Linked DNA regions of Ovis aries: region 2 is linked to region 1. A link is a contact called in public Hi-C data. All regions are on one chromosome and are shown on one strand. Each heading gives the region's core, a stretch centred on a gene start, on an enhancer-like site or on the middle of the called end of the contact. The rest is flanking DNA. Distances are from core to core; before and after follow the strand shown. Region 1 overlaps FLNB (filamin B). Region 2 holds the start of FLNB (filamin B).

What was found. A called contact is a pair of places that touch in the nucleus more often than the background predicts.
Region 2: a Hi-C map of tail adipose tissue shows a contact between it and region 1, with 2.6 times the contacts expected there. The contact joins the promoter of FLNB here to the enhancer-like site in region 1. A contact is called at or near these places in 5 of 16 Hi-C or Micro-C datasets (blood, hypothalamus, muscle and 2 more).

What each region holds. Positions count from the first base shown.
Region 1 is chr19:43,327,115-43,330,491 of ARS-UI_Ramb_v3.0, reverse strand. All of the region lies in intron 1 of FLNB (filamin B), which reads left to right. Among named protein-coding and RNA genes, the nearest start is that of TRNAG-UCC, 3.6 kb to the left of the region's middle. Within about 2 kb of position 1,616, at least 5 of the 54 cell types and tissues checked have an H3K27ac peak or open chromatin away from gene starts, as enhancers often do.
Region 2 is chr19:43,384,879-43,388,126 of ARS-UI_Ramb_v3.0, reverse strand. FLNB (filamin B) reads left to right here and starts at 1,965. Exons shown (of 46, transcript XM_060402298.1): 1 at 1,965-2,434. The coding sequence starts at 2,143.

The sequences.
Region 1 (3,377 bases), core at 367-2,866:
AACATCACAGAGCACGCTCACGGCTGCAAATTCTGTAGTCAGCTGTGATGGTTACACACGGACACTGTGAAATGCTGTGTAGCATTTCATTTTCAAGGCGCAGGGAGTCTCCTATTTCATGTGGGTGGGAATGGGGGAGGCCTTTTGGGCAAGTCGCCATCTTTTTATTGTTCCAAGAGCTCGGTGAAGCATTTGAACTCTCACCTGTCAAAATCGCTTTTGGAATGAGGACCGCTCTCCCTCCAGCTTCTTAGAATAGCAGAACGAAAGTATCATTTATCCCAATGAGACCTTAATGGGGGCTTTCCCGGTTGAACACCCACCTTGAATTCATTGGAAACAGACGTTCTGGGCGTTGTACGTTTCATAAATTTGACTCCAACTTTTACTGGGTCATATTTCCCCCAAAATCGTTTTGAAAAAGACTCATGTCTCATTCCTTTAAACCAACATGTGTAAGCTGGGTAAAAATAGAGCAAACTGGTTTCATGTTTTGATTTATGGATGAAATCTGCAAGTTTGCATTTGTAAAGCAGTTAGCACATCACTCAGGAAAGTTTGAGCTTTGCACATTGATGCCCGTGGCTGGGTGACACTCTGACCTGTTCAGATACTGCCTGCTGCAAGATCTGACCCTGCCCGGTACACCCATTTCCTTGATTAGCAATAAGTACGCATACTCTCTGCTTCTATCCCCTCCCTTCCCTTCATGAGACTGCTCTTTGCTCTTTAAGTTGAATAAAGGAAATGGGCATGGAAAATTGTTTGACCCGATTTTTTTTTTGCCATCCATAGATAGTAACTCACTATTCAGTAGCACTTTAAAGACAGATTTGTAACAGGGCATCTAATCCAAAAATCTCAGTTATGGTCAGGGACTGGCAGTTGGTCCAGCAGAATGAATATGAGCAACCTTGGCTGCTCATATTCTGTGCAGGGTTCAGTGTTTCATGCAGATCGCTGCTCCTTTATTCACCACAGGACCTCAGAAGCAGAGCTGCCTTTGTGGTTGCAGAGACGGGGCAGCTGTACAGGGCCCCATACTCAAGAGGGTTCTGTGTGCTTGTTTTAATGCTCTGCTGTTGCCATCTTGATATTCTTGATACTTCTGGACAAAGAATCCTGCATTTTCGTTTGTTACTGGGTCCTGTGAATTATTCGGACAGTCATGTGTAAACGTTCGTCATACAGTTCATCATGTAGAAAATCCCTGGGTGCCTTAACTTTGAATGAGGATCACTTACATTCAGTGTGTCTTACCAGCCAGTTCATGATACTCTTTACTCTGTCATTTTATGTAATCAAGTCTTGCTGTGACTGAATGTGTAACCATGAAATTACCTTTGATTTCTGTGGGTTTGGGTGTGGGGTGTTTTTTTCCCCCTTTGTAAGAGAACGTCACAGTAAACAGTTTGATTAAAAACAAGAAATCCCCACCCTTTCAGTTTTGAATGGCATGCCATTTACTCCTCCAGAGCGTGTGAGTTTATTTTTCATGTGGTTGCAGTTGAGTTTCATTCAGTGGATTTTGACGTGTGTTTAACCAACATTCAGGTGGCTTGCGGTCAGTGGGAGGGAGGGACAGGGCGTGGGGAGCTGCAAGATGAAGAAAGCTCAGTTACTCCCCGTCCGGTGCTCACAGCCCTGGGGGTTGGAGGAGGCTGAGGGTAGAATGGTGTGACCACACATAGGCTGGTGGTAGTGAAGTGCACCATCTGTTTGTAATAGATATGGCCCTTGAATGATGACCCAGGGTTTATCCTGCAGGAGGTTAGGGTAAAGGGCCTTCCCATCAAAGGGCATACAGAACAGGTGGAGATGTCCAGGGGGTTCAAAGCAAGATGTGCTTCAGGAATGGGGAGTCTTTGAGCCTGGATTGTGGAGGGTGGTGGGTGATGGTGGCAGGGTGGAAAAGCAGGTAGAGGTTATGTGGGTCTCTCAAGGTGCTGAATGTTTAAAGAGTTTGACTCTGGGCAGCAGAGACTATTGGTGAATTGGGAAGCATATAGGTAGGTACCTTACCAGAAGGATGGTTCTGGGTTCCGTGAACAATGGTGGAGTTTCATGGCTGTTGAGGAATCAGAGGGGAGGAGGGGCCCCATATTTGGGGGGACAGTGTAGAAAAGGATTTGCCAAGAGGTAGGGAGGGAATTGTGGGAACTGTACCAGGGCTTTGAAGGAGAGTCCTAGAAGGTTCTGACATTTTCACTTTGGGGTCCTGGCAGAATGGGAGATTGCAACAGAGGTTGTTTGGTGGGAAAAGCGTGTAGGAAATGGAGAGACAGACAGATAGTTATCTTGGAGATAATGTTTGAATTTTGGTGGGTGTAGCTGGAGGTTGGAAAGAGGAAAGAGTCACGGGGAAGCCAAGGGGAGTGGGAAGTAGAAACAGTTTCAGTGAGAGTTCCAGGAGGGGCTGGCCAGTGGCAGAGCATGTCTCATTAAGCTGGGAAATGACTAGAAAGGGGGCCCTGCCTTTGTCTAGTCACCTGGCAACACTTTGCCCAACTGTTAGTGACCTCCTTTTATGAATGACTAACTTGTCAGAGAAACAGAGATGAACGTGATTGGTAACACCCAGTATTGGTGAGATGGCCTCTGAAACCTGTAGATGGGTGTGTAAACAGAAACAACTTTTTTTTTTCTTAAATTTATTTGTCTGCACCAAGTCTTAGTTCTGTCATGTGGTATCTTTTTAGTTGAGGCATGCGGAATCTAATTCCCTGACCAGGGATCAAACCTGGGCCCCTGTATTGAGAGAATGGAGTCTTAGCCACTGGGTCACCAGAAAAGTACCAGAGTATCTTTTTATAGGGAAAAGATACCTGTGACATTGTGATTAGTGAAAAGAAAGATTTCAAGACTGATCATGTAGTATAATATAAATTCAGGACAGCAAATACACATATGTGTATACACAAACTGTTAGATGGCATACTGCCTAGTTAACAGGAGTGCAGCCACCTCTTTTTATTGTCTATATTTCTGAAATGATTTCTTGAAATTAAAAAAAACTGACTTTTTATAATGGAAAATTTCAAATGCATGTAAAAATAGAAACAGTGGGGGACTTTCCTAGTAGTCCAGTGGTTAAGAATCCACATTTCCAGTACAGAACGTGAATGTGAACGTGAAGTCACTCAGTTGTGTCCGACTCTTTGTGACCCCATGGACTGTAGCCTACCAGGCTCCTCTGTCCATGGGATTTTCCAGGCAATAGTACTGGAGTGGATTGCCATTTCCTTCTCCAAGGGATCTTCCCAACCCAGGGATCGAACCCGGGTCTAGTGTGGATTTAACCCCTGGGCAGGAACTGAGATCCCATCATCTGTTCGTCAAAAAAAACCCAAAACAGCGATAAAAAATAGAGAACACAG
Region 2 (3,248 bases), core at 716-3,215, 57 kb before region 1:
GATAAGTTTTGATGGATGCCTTTAGGCGGAAGAAAGCTTGAGGAACTAGAAGCCTTGCACATGGGGTAAGCAAGGTTACCCACAGCGCCTTTAGTGAATCTGCTGCTCAGCTTGTGTAGACAAAGACAAGGTCCAGGCTGGGAACAGCATGGTGGCTTTAGGCATAGTACAGACTTTGGCATTAGACCCAGGTTCAAGTCCAGCTTTGTCCAGTCCTTACCAGCTGACCTCCAGCAAATTTCTTCACTTAATCACAAAGAAGGGGAATGATTCTTCCAATAGTTACTGATCCTAACAATGGGCCAGAGCCAGGGCCAGGGCCAGGTAATACCTTCTCTTCCTCAAGACTCTTTTGAGCATTTCCAGTGAGTGAGGCAATCTATCTGAAAAAAGTGCTTCACCTGTACACAAATGACCCGTTACGTAATGCCTCAACCACACATCTGTGGGCTCCTCCCAGAGCTGGAAGCCCTTGACATCTCTCCATCCTGCCCAACCCCTCTTCCCAACTGGGTCCTTAAAGAATTAGATGTGACTATGGAGAACCAGAGAGAAGACAGCATGAGAAAGACTCCGCCTGATGTTGCTGGCTTTGAAGACAAAGAAAGCAGCCTCCGCCAAGGAATTTGGGAAGTTTCTAGAAGCTGGAAACGGCAAAGAAATGGGTTCTTCCCTAAAGCCTCCAGAAGGGAACGGATCCTGCCAATACCTTGATTTTAGCTCAGTGAGCCCTCTGAGGGACTCTAAACTACAGAAAAGCAAGATAACAGTGTGTGTGTGTGTGTGTGTGTGTGTGTGTGTGTTTTAAAGACAAAGTTTTGGTAGTTTGTTACAGCAGCATTAAGGAACTAATACACATGGCAAATTACGGTTCATTTCTGCCACCACCATTAGGGTGTTTGTGTTAGATGATTTATACTTTTTTCTTCCATTAGTCTATGAACTCCTCAAGGTTAAATTATAAGTTTGTCTTATTTACCATTTGTTGGCAGGTGCTAAGAAGGCTCATAGGCCTCAGTTAGCAGGCAATCAATAAATACTATGAAGGATAATACTATAATTCATATGTGTCCAGTTAATATGAGAAGGAAAATGTCAATTTCAGGGACTTTCCTGGTTACGGTGGTTAAGAATTCGCCTTCCAGTGCAGGCGACAAATTTCCATCCCTGGTTCGGGACCTAAGATCCCACATTCCACCTGGCAACTAAGCCAGCGCGCCCCGACTACTGAGCCTGTGCTTTGGAGCCTGAGCGCGCCAAGGAAAGGTCCCACATGACGCAACTGAGACCCGAGGCAGCCAAATAAATTTATTTTTTTTAATGTCCATTTCCTTCCCGAAGCTCCGAGTGCCTAACACGGAGGCTGTGGACTGTGTTAGTTGCTCAGTCGCGTCCGACTCTGCGCACCCGTGGACTGTAACCCGCCAGGCTTCTCTGTCCCTGGAATTCTCCCGGCAAGAATACTGGAGTGGATTCCCATTCCCTTCTCCAGAGGGACTTCCCAACCCAGGGATCGAATTCTGGCCTCCTGTCTCGCAACCAGATTCTTTGCCGTTTGAGCTACAGGGAAGTCCTTAACACAGAGCCTAGCACACAGCAATAGCTCAGTGAAAGGTTTTATTGAAACTTATTGAACCTGCAGGTGGATGAAATACCCCTCCCCGCCAACCCCTCCCGCGTGACCCATGCCACCGTCCCTGCCCATTCTGTCCAGGTTCCTACCTCTGCACGTCCCCTCACTCTGGCACCGGGTGACCTCCTTGAGAAGCTGGACATCTCCCGCCTAGCTTCCTTTCACCGAGGCTGTGAGCACAGAGCGCGGGGACCCCAGAGGACTTGGACTCCCGGGCCGTAATGCTCGCTTCGAGCGGCAGGGGGCGAGCGTGGCCCGGGAGCGCCCTCCTGAGGGTTGGGACTGGGCGGAGCTTCAGGGGCGGGCCGACGCAGTGCGCAGGCGCGGGGCCAGACGCCTCGCGCGGCCACGGGCAGGCGGGCGCAGAGCAGCCCCAGCTGCGGCTTCGGTAGCAGCGAGTTCGAGCCCCGCTCCCGCTCCGCTTTGGTTTTGCGCTCCCCGCGGCCCTTGGGCCTCCATACGCCAGTCCCCGGCAACTCGCTGCGCATAGCGCTCTTCCCGCCGCCAAAATGCCGGTAACCGAGAAGGACCTGGCGGAGGACGCGCCCTGGAAGAAGATCCAGCAGAACACCTTCACGCGTTGGTGCAACGAGCACCTTAAGTGCGTGAACAAGCGCATAGGGAACCTGCAGACCGACCTGAGCGACGGGCTGCGGCTCATCGCGCTCCTGGAGGTGCTCAGCCAGAAGCACATGTACCGCAAGTACCACCAGCGGCCCACCTTCCGCCAGATGCAGCTGGAGAACGTGTCGGTGGCGCTCGAGTTCCTGGACCGCGAGAGCATCAAGCTCGTGTCCATCGGTGAGTGCCCTGGCCCGGCCGGTACCCCTCGCCCTCCAGCCTGCACCGCGCGTGCGCCCCTGTGGAGGCTGAAGCTCCCCGTCGGGTGCCCCCCCACCACCGCGCCGAGCAGCCGCGGGCTCCGTGTGGGCTCCGGGGCCGGGGGACGTTGTCCCCCGAGGGCGCGAGGACAAAGGGGACCTAGGCCCCCTCGGGAGATCCATCCTCCAGGGCGCTCTCCTCGTGTGCTCGCTCCCCGCCGTGCGCCGGGGCTGTGCGCCTGTTGGGGGCGGTGGGTTGAAGGTTCGGGTTGAGGCCGCACCGGGAGAGTCGGGGCTGTGGCATTTCTCGGGAGCTGGGGCGTCGCAGCGGGGGCCGGGGGACTGGAAGCCTCAGGTCCGCGGTCCCTGGGGGGTGGAGCCCTCGTCCGGCGCTCCCCCGAGCGCTCGCCCCGCTGCGCCCCGCGGCCGCCGAATGGGCGTTGGCTGGGAGGCCAGGTGGGGAGGCCCCGGGAGGGACTGTTCTCCGAATCCGGGGCCTCCCGCCCAGGTGGAGACGGGGACCTGGCGGTCGCCGGAAGGGGTTTGGGCCCCGAGGTGGGAAGGGGAGCCGCGGGGGTGTGTCTTCCTCGCTCCCAGCTCAGCTCTGGCTGCGCTGTCGCCGCCGAAGGTGTCGTTCGGAGATGGGTGGTGGTCGCAGTAACCGCTGCCTTGTAGGAGCCCCAGCTAGTGCGCGCCGGGCGCCCACAGCCTTCCCAGTCACCTCCCTCCTCGCGCAGCCTGCGAGCGGGGGCGCCGTCAGACCCCTGTTGCAGACGAGGCGGGGCCAGGGCGTT